2 separate regions of the Mus musculus genome follow, and region 1 is linked to region 2. Evidence: chromatin contacts called from public promoter capture Hi-C data. All regions are on one chromosome and are shown on one strand. Each heading gives the region's core, a stretch centred on a gene start, on an enhancer-like site or on the middle of the called end of the contact. The rest is flanking DNA. Distances are from core to core; before and after follow the strand shown.

Region 1 (3,310 bases), core at 126-2,625, 550 kb after region 2:
ACCAGATATAAATGTTTCCTCCAGGATGTAGGAAGCCAGACACAGCCTGCATCCCAACAGAAAGACTGAGCCCCACGGATAATCCTGCCTTTATGCACAGAATGTATTTACCTTGGGCATGTGTGAATCAGCAGGCAGGAGTGGGGAGAGTAGATATTGAGTTTATATAGAGAGAATGAGGGGGCAGACCTGGAGTCGGGGGTGGGATAGGGGCCATGTATTCATGTGGGAGATCAGAGGACAACTTGGAAAAGCCAGGTTCTCTCCTTCCACGGCTCCCCGAGTAAATATTTTAATGCAATAGTTTTAGAAAATCAAAATGAATGTCCCAAATCAGACCATATTGTCAACATTTTCCAATAGACCGAAGCTAGTGGGTCTCTGTAAGTTCGAGGTCAGCCTAGTCTATGGGGCAATTTCCAGAGCAGCCAGGACTACAGAGTGAAACCCTGTCTCAAACGACAAGAAGGCTTACAGAGGCCAGATCCTACACGGTACCTGGACAGCCCTCTCTCAGGCAAGGCATTGATCTAGGCCCTTGTTCAGCATAGGCTGGCCTCGAACTCCTGGCCCAGAGCTCTTATTGCCCTTCTTCCTTCAGCCTCCTAAATTCTGGGATTACAAGTATGAATATAGGCGTTTGAGACTGGGTGATATAGTAAGCCTGCCTTAAAAAAAAAAAAAAAAAAAAAGAGCCAGCAAGATGATGGCTCAGAGGAGAGAAACACCTGCAGCCAGGCCTGACAGGCTGGGTTCGAACCCTGAGACCTCCATGGAGGAAAGAGAGAAGTGCTTCCTTTGGGTTTCCCTCCGGCTTCCACATCTGTGTGCATGCACACACATATTCAAGATAAACATGTAATAAACATGTAACAATAAAATAGTAATATCACACATACTGTTTCAAGTGTAATTCAACGGTAGGCACTTGCGTAACATATCCAGCTTTAGCTCAATTCCCAGAATAACAAAAAGAATAGATGTATGCAACAAATTGGCTTGTTTGTTTGAGAAAAGGTCTTGCTACATAGACCAAGTTGGCCTAAACCTTGACCTTGTCTTGCCTCTACCTCCTAAGTGCTGGTCCTAGAGGTGCATGTCACCACACCAGCTAACATTAAAATAGTATTGACCTTAGGCCTCGATCTCATCTGTCTGATTGGGTCACTCTATTTCCTCCATACTGGTCATCGGCCAGGAACCAAGATGGCTGTTGTGTGAGCTTAGGGCATAACACGCAAGCTTTCTGATGGCTCTCTGGTGTCTGTCCCTGCTGTAAGATCCTGGGAGCTGGAGAGAAAAGCAGAGGCTATCTGCCTTGGACTCCACAGACCCACCTGTGATCTCCAAGTTAATAGTAATAGGGCAGGGCGTAGCCAGGAGAGGTGTAGCTACAATCTCCCCTCCCCCACAGTGGACACAATGAGGCAGAAGGGTCTCCTAGAGTTCAAGGTCAGCCTGGTCTACATAGTGAATTCCAGGCCAAGCAGGGCTACTGAGTGAAACTGTGTCTAATTAATTAATTGATTGATTAGTCTTAATTAATTAAAAGTGAAGTGGAGAACTGAACTGGCCCAATAACTCCTTCTGAAGGGCTCCCCAAGCTTCCTAAGAAGGTGTCCTTCTCAGACAGCAGAGCATCACCCAGCTCAGCTCCAAGGCAAGCTTTTTCTCACTCAGCCACTCTGCCAGACAGTCACAGTTGTCAGTCCCAATCGTTTGCTAGATCCTACAGAAAACTGTTCTGGATACAAACATAAAAAGAAACACACACACACACACATACACACACACATACACACACACACACACACACACACACACGTGACTATCGTGACATTTTATATGTAAAGTGTAAAGATGTGGGCTGGGTATGTAGTTCAACAGTAGCGTGTTTGCCTTGCAAGCACAAATCTTAGGATTCAGTCTCCAGGCATGGTGACTTATTACCATGCCTGTAATTCTCGTACTTGGGAGGTAGAGGCGGAAAGATAAGAGTTCAAGGACATCTTCAGCCACGTATTGACTTCAAGGCCAACCTGGAGGAAGAAACTTGTCTCAAAAAAAGCCCAGAGATGAAAGCCAGTGGTTCAGTTGGTAAGGTGGCTTGACATCAAGCCTACAGGTGGCCTGGGGTGTCAAGTCTGCAGATGACCTGGGTTCAGTCCCCACAACTCACAGTGCACAGAAAGAATCCGTCCCCCAGGTTGTGTTCTGATCACTACATGGTATATGTGTACCTTTCCTCTGCCCAGACAAACAAAGAAACAAACTATTTTGAGGGAATACAGAGATGAAGCCTTGTGGGAATGTACTTGTGACCCAGAAGTGAAAGTAGTTACCTTCCCTGAGGCCCTCAAGACCCTAGGGACTGACTGACTTCCCTGAGCAGGGCACAGCATCAGCAAAGACAACAGAAAGACAAGATCCTAAATGAGGGAGGGAGCCACAGAAACAGGGATGATGGCATTGATTGAAAGATAAGACAGAAGCCCATTGTTCTTGCTGTGAGGAATTCAGCAAATTTGCATGAGCTCGCGGGGGTAATCAGTTTATGAGGCTTCGAGCGAGCGCGTTAAATGAGATGCATCAAACCCCTAGCACAGCACCTAGCGCAGAGTAAGCCACTGTGTATCCAGTGTTCTCAGTCACTGGGTCTTCAGTATTATTAGAAACACGGCTAATATTAGACACACTTCGTGAAAGGGAAAGCGTGCCTACATCCATGGTTTTTGCACCTTAGAGCTGGGTTAACTCATACAACCAACGCCGAAGCATCTCTCCCATCCCCAGACACTTAATGGTTAACTCAAAATTCCATGATCAATCCTGAGTTTTAAACTAAGCCTTTTTGGAATTTAAAGCTAAAGTGGTTCTCTCTTAAACTGGGCTCACAGGTGTTGTGTCTGGCTGGCAGATCACAGCCTGGGTTTTAGCCTGGAAAGGCATTTTGGAAACCTGGAAGAGAAGAGGGGCTAGGTGGCGAGAGAAAGAAATGCAGCTAAGACAGGCATTCTGATCAAAGCTCAATTTTACTGTTCCGCTCGCAGTTATAAAGCGGGGGAAGGGGGCCCAATTCCCGCCAAATAATCTTGGGGTCCAATAGCAGGGTGACCACGTGTATGGCTCCAAACAGCAAAGCGGCAGGTTCTAGCAGTGGGCGTGGCAGAACGATTGAGCAGAAAGCTCCACCTCTGAGCAAGCAGGTTTCAGGCTAGGGGAGGGGAGACTACACACAGGCTGTTGTATCTTCGGCTGCTTCCAGTTTAAAAAAAAAAAATCTATTCTACAACTCAACTGACTTCTCTGT
Region 2 (3,012 bases), core at 104-2,603:
TGCATGTGCACCTTCTTAGGGCCATGAGCATAGGAAAACCTCCAGCAGCTATGTTCTAGTGAGATATTTAGGTGGCTCTAAGAACCAGGGATAGAAGAAGGAACTTCACAACCTCAAAAGGCCCAGACTATAATCCCAGGCCTGTAACGGGCTGAAGTCAGTGTCCTCTTAGTGCCTAAGTTTTATCTCTGTCAGAAGGCACAGCTGGGGACTCAGGTGGCAAAGGCAGCCAGGTTGGGGGTGGGGGTGTTCCCCAGAGACCAGACATTGATTCTTTCCTTTCTCTACAGTAGGTTTTTTTTGTATGACTCAGAAAAACCTGCACACCTTCTCTTCTTGGCCGGGCCCTATGGAATGACCTCCAAGATATCACAGTGGGTGAAATGTTCACCGGGCAAGCATGAAGACCTGATTCACTCTCTAGCACCATGTAAACACTAGATGTGGTATCCTGTGTCTGTAGTACCACTGATAGGAAAGAGACAAGCAGATCCAATGGCCAGCTCCAGCTTCAGGAAGATCTTCTGCCTCAAAAAAAGGAATGTGCAATTGAGCAAGATGTTGGACAGACAGACACATACAGAGGCATGAGTACACACACACACACACACACACACACACACACACACACACACACACACACGAGGGGGACAGAGAGAGAAAGAGACAGAGACAGAGAGAGAGAGACAGAGGCAGAGAGAGAGCCAGAGAGTGAGCGAGAGAGAGAGAGAGAGAGAGAGCCAGAGAGAGAGAGAGAGAACCAGAGAGAGAGAGAGAGAACCAGAGAGAGAGAGAGAGAGAGAGAGAGAGAGAGAGAGAGAGAGAGAGCCAGACTGAGGATTGTAGAGAGGCTTAAATAAGCTCAGACACGTAAAATACCCAAGACATCAGTCGCAAATTGGTTAGAATCAGTTGTGCATACAAGACCTGGGCCACAGCTTCCCTCAGAATATGCTGTCCTAGGGTGGAGACTTGCTTTTGATGTCCAACCCGCAAATTACAAGGCGATTTGGCTTGTGTGACCCAATTAAGAAGCCTTCTGTCCCGTGAACCTCTGCGGACACCTCACCTTCTGCCCCCAGGGGCAATGACCTCCTCAAAGCCTGCCCACCTGTGTGGACAGAGGCTCTGCCTTCCTGCCAGAAGTGCATCTGATGAAGCAGCCTAACAGGTTGTCAGTGGTGGGAAGTAATAAAACTGGGACATAAAAAACACTTCTTTAAAATCCCGGGCTGGGGATGGATGTGCAGGCGTGGCCCAGGTAATTAACCACTCTGCCCCGCCTGTCTCTCTCGGCCCGTTTTGTCAGGTTGCTCCTCCTATGGCTCCTCCTCCTGCCCCACCTTCTCCCCACAGGTGTGTCCCTGGGCTCTGGCTGCCAGCCCCACTTCGTGCCCCGAGACATCCGCTGAAGCCACCTGCCACGAGACCCCAACCAGCAGACACAGGCTAGCAAGTGACCTACCATGGAAGGTGCCGATGCCTGCAGGAGCAATGGGGCCAGCCCGGAAGCCAGGGACACCCGCAGCCCACCGGGTCCCAGCGGCAGCCTAGAGAATGGCACTAAAGCAGACAGTAAGGACACCAAGACAACCAACGGGCACAGTGGGGAGGTGACAGAGGGCAAGACCCTGGGCAGTGCCCTGAAGTCAGGGGAGGGGAAGAGTGGCCTATTTTCCAGCAATGAGTGGCGCAGGCCTATCATCCAGTTTGTGGAGTCTGTCGACGACAAAGGCTCCAGTTACTTCAGTATGGACTCTGCGGAAGGCAGGAGGTCCCCTTATGCGGGGCTCCAGTTGGGGGCTTCCAAGAAACCTCCTGTGACCTTTGCTGAGAAGGGGGAGCTGCGAAAGTCCATTTTCTCCGAGCCCCGCAAACCCACGGTGACCATCGTGGAGCCCGGGGAAGTCCGCAGGAATAGCTACCCCAGGGCTGACTCCAGCCTCCTGGCGCGGGCAAAGTCGGGCTCCGAGGAGGTGCTGTGCGACTCCTGCATCGGCAACAAGCAGAAGGCCGTCAAGTCCTGCCTGGTGTGCCAGGCTTCCTTCTGTGAGCTGCATCTGAAGCCCCACCTGGAGGGCGCTGCCTTCCGGGACCACCAGCTGCTCGAGCCCATCCGAGACTTCGAGGCCCGAAAATGTCCCTTGCACGGCAAGACTATGGAGCTCTTCTGTCAGACCGACCAGACCTGCATCTGTTATCTCTGCATGTTCCAGGAGCACAAGAACCACAGCACCGTGACGGTGGAGGAGGCCAAGGCAGAGAAGGAGGTGACTTGCTAGGCCCCTCGCTGCCTTCCCTTAACCCTCCCACTTGGATCCTCACTGGGGACTTATGGCTTCACGGTGCTCTGCTTTTAGGAAACATTTCTTCCTCCTCTTCATCTTCACCCTGGGGGTCAGAGGTCACTCTAACTTCCAACGATCTTAAGAGGGACATCCCGTTCGAGCCAACAGAAGATTAGACGCTAGGCAAAGCACACCAGATGAATCCTAAGTCGGGCTGGAGTGTAGAACGGAAGGATTCAGAACTCTCTGCTTGGCTGATCTGTTGTCTGTCCCTCTGTCTGTCTCTCCCTCTGTCTGTCTGTCTGTCTCTCTCTGTCTCTCCCTCCCTCTCTCCCTCCCCTCCCCCTGTCCTCACAGGTGATACTAAGGCAGGAAGACTCTAAGAGGGGACTTGAGGGCTCCTGAGTACCCTTTTTTTCTGATTCCAGGTTTGCACTTGCAGTCCTGCAGCTGCTGGCTCTGCCCTAATCTGGAAGTCACCCCACCCCACCCCACCCACCCCCATCCCCTCCTCTGCTCTCAGCTGGGCCCTGTGCCCTTTGTTTGTGTGGCTCCAGCAGACAGGTCTGTGCCTGTGGGTGGACAACATTGGATCGAGAGCATGTGTGGGTGGGTGGATGTAAATGTGTGTTTTATACGCACACGGGTGTCTGCGAATGTGGGTGTCTGCCCCTATTTATGTATGGGCTACGTAAGTGTGTTTGTGTGAATTCCCTGTGTGCAA

The links. Promoter capture Hi-C pulls out the DNA fragments that hold promoters and counts their contacts.
Region 1: a contact with region 2 is called in a promoter capture Hi-C map of embryonic stem cells, with 5 times the contacts expected there. The contact joins the enhancer-like site here to the promoter of Trim29 in region 2. A contact is called at or near these places in 13 of 39 promoter capture datasets (the 3T3-L1 cell line, 3T3-L1-derived adipocytes, embryonic stem cells and 6 more), 6 of 115 datasets of contacts at active chromatin or transcription factors (embryonic basal ganglia, embryonic forebrain, embryonic hindbrain and 2 more) and 2 of 9 other capture datasets (adipose tissue and liver).

The regions. Positions count from the first base shown.
Region 1 is chr9:43,859,061-43,862,370 of GRCm38.p6, forward strand. No RefSeq gene overlaps it. Among named protein-coding and RNA genes, the nearest start is that of Gm39322, 28 kb to the right of the region's middle. Within about 2 kb of position 1,376, at least 6 of the 459 cell types and tissues checked have an H3K27ac peak or open chromatin away from gene starts, as enhancers often do. A contact at or near this core is called in embryonic stem cells, where this site is marked.
Region 2 is chr9:43,309,410-43,312,421 of GRCm38.p6, forward strand. Trim29 (tripartite motif-containing 29) reads left to right here and starts at 1,354. Exons shown (of 9, transcript NM_023655.2): 1 at 1,354-2,270. The coding sequence starts at 1,467.